Linked DNA regions of Mus musculus: region 1 is linked to region 2. A link is a contact called in public Micro-C data. All regions are on one chromosome and are shown on one strand. Each heading gives the region's core, a stretch centred on a gene start, on an enhancer-like site or on the middle of the called end of the contact. The rest is flanking DNA. Distances are from core to core; before and after follow the strand shown. Region 1 holds the start of Lef1 (lymphoid enhancer binding factor 1). Region 2 holds the start of Neurog2 (neurogenin 2).

What was found. Hi-C and Micro-C count contacts between places; a contact is called where the count stands out from the background.
Region 1: a contact with region 2 is called in a Micro-C map of embryonic stem cells, with 13 times the contacts expected there. The contact joins the promoter of Lef1 here to the promoter of Neurog2 in region 2. A contact is called at or near these places in 1 of 39 promoter capture datasets (hippocampal neurons) and 9 of 484 Hi-C or Micro-C datasets (cerebellum and embryonic stem cells).

The regions. Positions count from the first base shown.
Region 1 is chr3:131,108,767-131,111,751 of GRCm38.p6, reverse strand. It overlaps Lef1 (lymphoid enhancer binding factor 1), which reads right to left and starts at 1,455. Exons shown (of 12, transcript NM_010703.4): 1 at 74-1,455. The coding sequence starts at 280.
Region 2 is chr3:127,631,680-127,634,512 of GRCm38.p6, reverse strand. It overlaps Neurog2 (neurogenin 2), which reads right to left and starts at 1,377. Exons shown (of 2, transcript NM_009718.3): 1 at 1,056-1,377; 2 at 1-785. The coding sequence starts at 784.

The DNA.
Region 1 (2,985 bases), core at 206-2,705, 3.5 Mb before region 2:
GTCGCGCACCCTGCTTGCTTCCCCTCCGCTTCCCCGGGACCCGCCACGCCTCTCCGGACAGCTGCCCACTCACCTCATGCCCGTTGCTGGCTGGGATGATTTCGGACTCGTTAACCAAAGATGACTTGATGTCGGCTAAGTCGCCCTCCTCTTCGGGATGACTGATCTCGGCGAAGATCTTCTCCTTCTGGGGATCGCCTTCGTCCTTGAAGGGGATCATCTCATCGGTGGCGCAGAGTTCCGGGTCCCCCCCGCCGCCTCCTCCGGAAAGTTGGGGCATCCCGGCGGCTGTGTAATCTCCGCTCCGCTGCGGGAGCACTCCGAGACAGCAAGAAGGGAGGGTCGATGTGAGGTGGGGGAGTTGGAAGACTGAGTGCGGGAGGACTGTGAATGGAAGCCGGGTGGGCAAGCGAGGGGCCCACGGCTGGAGCAGCTGCAGGAGCCTCTGCGATTGCCGCGCTTTCCCACTTAGAAGGACGCCGGCGCCCGGCCCTGGGGCGAAGGGCACCAGACTGCGAGGGCGGCAGCCGCCGGCGCCTCTGAGAGCGTCTACGCCGCTCCGCGTGCACTAGGCTAGGCTGCCAGGGCTGGGTGGCCACCCCACGCCGCACTCGTTGCTGGGGTCTGTGCTTCGAGGACACCGGTTCCGGAGGGGACACGACTTGCCAAAGTGCAAACGAGGGTCCCGTGGTGCGTCACCGTGCAAAACCTCTCCACGGATTCCTCGGATGCTGATTTCGGTGATTTGGGGTTTTGTTTTGTTTTGTTTTTGAGAAGAGGAGAGCTGGGCCAAGAGGCTCCCTTTGCCCCAGCGGAGGTACGAGAAGAATCAGAAAATACCGAAAAGTCCACTTCCTTCAGAGTAAACAATAAAGAGCCACCGGGCTGCAGACGTCCGCGTTAGAGCTTCTTTCCTTCCCTTTCGCTTCGGTTTTCCTTCTGGAGGAGCATTTAATCTGCTGGAGGGGGAGGGGCGGAGGAGGAGGGGAGAAAAAGAGAAGTTTGCCAAGAATAAAGTTTGTGATGATGAGCGCTGGGAATCGGCGGTGGCTGGCACGGCGGAGTCTTGGGGAGTCACAGCAGGAGCTTCGGGCCCAAATGTTCCAGCCCGCAGCTCGGGCCGATACACACACTTACACACACACACACACACACACACACACACACACACTCGAGCCCGATCCCTCTTTGTTCCCGGCTCGAGTTTCTGCCTGGCTCGCCTCTCTCCCCGCCTCCCCTCGGTCAAAGCAAAGAGCTGCCGGTGGCCCCTCGGCTCCTCCGGGCAGACCGGCCGGGGAACACCCGGAGCGTAGCCGCTTGCAAGGCTCCGGGAATGTCCGAATGCCAGGGCCCACGAAAGCGCAGCCCGGTCCCTCCGGTGCGCGCTGCCCCGCAGGTGAGCGGTTGCGCCTTCCCACCGCTTCTCCTCGCCGCGCCTAGCCGGCGCTGCAAAGCTATTCACTTGCGTCGCTTCTCCTCCCCCGCCCCTCCCCCGCCTCCTGCTCTCCTTGGCTGCCTGCTGGAGGGGTGGGGAGGAGGGAGTCTGTTAGGAGGAGGAGGAGATCCAGGTTCTCTCCCCCCCCCCCCAGCCCTAGTTCATTTCCTAGCACCCAAAGGACGAGTCATACTTGGGGGGGGGGGGCGCCGTGGGGGTGCGTATGTGTTTGCGCCCGCCTGTTCATGCCTGGGGGGGGGGGGACGACACCATACAACCTGAAGATAGACTGGGTGCTGTGTGTAACCCAACCCCAAAGAACAGTGTGGCCCACGTGAAAATTGACGAGAAACTACGGGAATGGCTTAACTTCATCATCTGAGCATCTCTTCTTCTCTTGCCGACCCCACCCCACCCCGCCCCCGGCGCCTCACTTCTAGTCCTTTGCCAGTCTTTCTTCAACCTCCTTCCCGCCGCCCACTCTAGCCCCCTCACTCAGGCAAGGGGAGGAAGATGAAAGAGAAAGCCGCTGGCGCTGTGGTCGACACCACATTGATAGATGCTCTGACAGAGGGAATAAGGCGAGAATTAGGGACTAGGGGAAGGAAAAGGAGAAAATGTAACACATTGCTCACCTAACCAGAGAGAAGAGATTCAGCAAAGGCAAACAGAAGAGTTGTGACTCTACTAACCGTGAATCACACACACTTCGGAGACAAGGGCACACCACCCTAGCGAAAATAAAATCTCCAGGCTTACCAGGGGGGAAGGATCAGTAAGAAGGGTGTGGATGAAGACTGAGCCTTAAATATCGCTTCTACGCTATCACATTCATTGTGCCTTTATCACCGAATGAACGTGGGTTTTTGGAGATTCTCGACTCAGCGTGTAGAGACCTCGTAGAAAAAGGAAAATACATCCCAAAAGGAGGGAGAAGAACAACCTAGGAGAGGCAGGCAGCACTGGGCAGTTGCTGACATCCTGGAGACTCCGCTGAAAGGGACCTTTAAAGGATGGATGTAAATACGAATCAAACCTCAAAAATTCTCCGGTTCCCACTGTCTCCTTGGTGCATTTTGGACAGGACTTTTAAGGGCGACGCTTTGTGAAAGTCACTGTGTAAGTGGGGCTTAAGTTTGGAAACACATTGTCTTTTAGCTCTCAACCCCTCCCCTCAAGTCAAATATTCAGGCAAAATCATTAGACCAGTGAGGCAGCCATCTGTAGAACCTGGGAGCAGTAAACAGGAAGAATTGTATCTCCATCTTACTTAAATGGAAAATAAGACTCCAACGAATCGTGTGTTGGTTTCATTACATAAGAACGCTTAGGACAAGAGCTCTCTTTTAAAGGTGAAAGTGTGGGCTATTGGGCATTGTAGACTTTAACAGTTCTTTAAGTCAGCATTTAAAACTTTGCTTACTGATAACTACCAGTTTGGGAGCTGGCTAGGAGGTGGATATATATATATATATATATATATATATATATATATATATATGTTTGAAATATATGTATAGTTTGGTTTGCTGCATAGGACGTGGTTGGTC
Region 2 (2,833 bases), core at 128-2,627:
AGTCCCTGGCGAGGGGCAGGTGAGGCGCATAACGATGCTTCTCCGGAGGTGGGGGCTGCCAGTAGTCCACGTCTGACCCGGGGCTAGCGGGCGATAAAGTGCAGCTGTATGGGGACGTGGAGTTGGAGGATGACGCCGGGCTGTTGGTGCAGCTCCAGGAGGAAGGTGGAGAAGGGCTGTCCCCGCTGGCGCCGAGCGCAGCTCCCGGGCTCAGGAGCACCGCCTCCGTGAAGAGCGCCCCCTGGAGGCCACCGGCGCCGGCGCAGTGGTCCGCCAGGCGCAGAGTCTCGGTGAGCGCCCAGATGTAATTGTGGGCGAAGCGCAGCGTCTCGATCTTCGTGAGCTTGGCATCCTCGGGGAAGGTGGGCAGCACCTCGCGCAGCGCGTCCAGCGCGGCGTTTAGGTTGTGCATGCGGTTGCGCTCGCGGTTGTTGGCCTTGAGCCTGCGGGTCTTCTTGATGCGCTGCACCGTCTCCGCCGTCTTGGCACCTCGGGAGACGGCCCGTGAGCGCGACGGGCGACGCTTGCACTCGTGCATCAGGCCCAGCAGCCGCCCTGGCCGGCAACCCCCGGCACCCGACGCCGGACTGCCCTGCACCCCCTGCCCGGCTTCCGCTCCACGCTGCCCACGCGCGGAGCCCGGCCGGCGCAGCTCCTCGTCCTCCTCCTCGTCCGCGCTGGAGGACATCGGGGTCAGGGTCGCCGAGGCCGGGGAAGCCGAGCCCAGCAGCATCAGTACCTCCTCTTCCTCCTTCAACTCCAGAGTCTCAGATTTGACGAACATCCTGAGAAAGAAGAGGCAGATGAAATTTATTCCCAGAATGGACAGGGTAAAGTGTCGCTGGCGCCGCGCCCCGCCCCCCCCCCCTCCATCTCCCTCAATGTGCATTCGCGAAGATGGCGAGGACAGAGCTGGGGAGGAGCGCCCCGGGCTCGAGCCACCTTCTGCCGGTCACAGAAGTCACTGCGTCTAGAGCGATGGAGTTAGCGTGGGCGGCGTGAGCCTGCGTGGGGACACTGCCTGCGAAGTGGAGAGCCGCGGCATGCACACTTACCTACGCGGCTCCAGATGTGTCGCGGCGCAGCTGCTGCTCCGGTGTGTGTCCGGGAATGTCCCCGCAGCCCGGAACCGAGCACGGTGTCCTCCGCGCCGCGGGCTTGGCGCTTCCTAGGCGCACCTCCGCGGGGGGGCCTCTCGGCTGGGCGACTTTGCCAAGAGCCCGGACGACCGCGGCAGCTCGCCCGAGTCTCGTGTGTTGTCGTTCTCGTGCGTGGTTGTCTGTCAGTCAGTCCCTGGCCGTGTGGCTGCTGGCACGCGACTCCAAGGCACTCCAGTTAAAGCCGAGCTGCTTGTGGTTCAGTGGCTGCGTGTCTGGCACACGACTCTCCTTAAAACCCCTTATATACCACCAAGAAAACAATCAGATCTGCCCCGGGGCCCCCTCCTCACCTACCCTTCCCCCGCCCTCTCCTCCTCCGCCTGTCCTGGTCCCCCGCTCTCCCTCCCCAGCTTATTCTTTTCATCGTATTATCATCATTCATTTCTTTCCCTTTCTTTAGTCCCTCTCCCCCTCCCCTGGCCTGGCCATCCATCCTCCTCCTCCATCACCCCCGCCCCTCCGTCCCCCCTTTATCTAATCAGCATAAAATGGTTCTAAAGCTCCTGTTGGCGCTCCAGGCTGCAGCCCAAGCTACCGAAGCCGCGGCGGCGGCAGTGGCTCAAGCTGCGGCTGTTGTCGCCGCCGCTGTCTATTGTGATTGGTGGCTCGCGCTCGGCTGGAGCGTGCCGCTAATTTATTAATGAAAGGAGGTCGCGAGGCGCAGCTGGCCAATCAGTGTTCCCGGGACTCCGGGAGGCCTGCGAGCCACGCGCACCGGAGCCCGCTCCCTTTCAGCAGCTCATTAGGGGCCCGAGTGCTGGGGGCCCATGGCGGGGGGGGGGGGGGGCACCCCGACTACTGCTCCCGCCCGAGTCCTCCATACGCGTCCCGCCCGTCTCAGCCGGGGTCTCACGGGCGGGCGACCGGAGCCTTGAATTAGTGAGAGTCAGAATCCCGGAGAAGGCAGCCTGGTGGTGCTGCCGGCCATGTCTCGGCAAAGCCTCTTTGGGGCCGTATCAACTAGAAAACGGGTTTTAAAACACCTTAGTCTAATTAGGAAAAGGAAGGGGTCACGTACGTGTGCCAGACAGGAGGCACGTTGTGAGAGAGTGTGCCTGAGTTCTAGAGAAACGTGTCTATGACTGTTTGGGAAACATTAGGAGTTCACAGAGACGTCCCCTAGAAGGGGAAATTGGTCGGAGAGCAATTGATGAGCATTAAAAAAAAATAAAATAAAATAAAATAAAATAAACGCACTCACTTGACACACCCATTTTCCCTGAGACACAGTGAGGCTTCACGCCTTGACGTAATTTGGGGGGCTTCTGGTGCGGAAGGGGATGGGTACCAACAACAGGTTAGAGCCAGATGATACTATAAGGTGGCTTCCTGTGTGGGTGGCAAAGGCAGGCGTGCTACTGCTCCTAGGAGCGAGTGGATCACTCTGACACTTGTATGACCTCTGCTCCGCTCTGGGGGGCGTTGTTGAGACATAGGGCCTGTCCTCCCAATTCTGCCTTTTCAATGGGGAGAAAAAAAATAGAAAGGAGCTCTAGCTCCCTGCTGGACTTGAGAGGAAACTTGTTCTGAATTGCTGTCTGTCCCTCCCCTTTACCACTAGACGCAGAACCAGAGTCCCAGAAGTGAGTGAGTCCTGAGTGTCATCTGGGACCGGTCGCGGGGTCCTTTTTTGCGAGGATGAAAGGAGAGTCTTGGGAGGGGCTTTAGCAGTC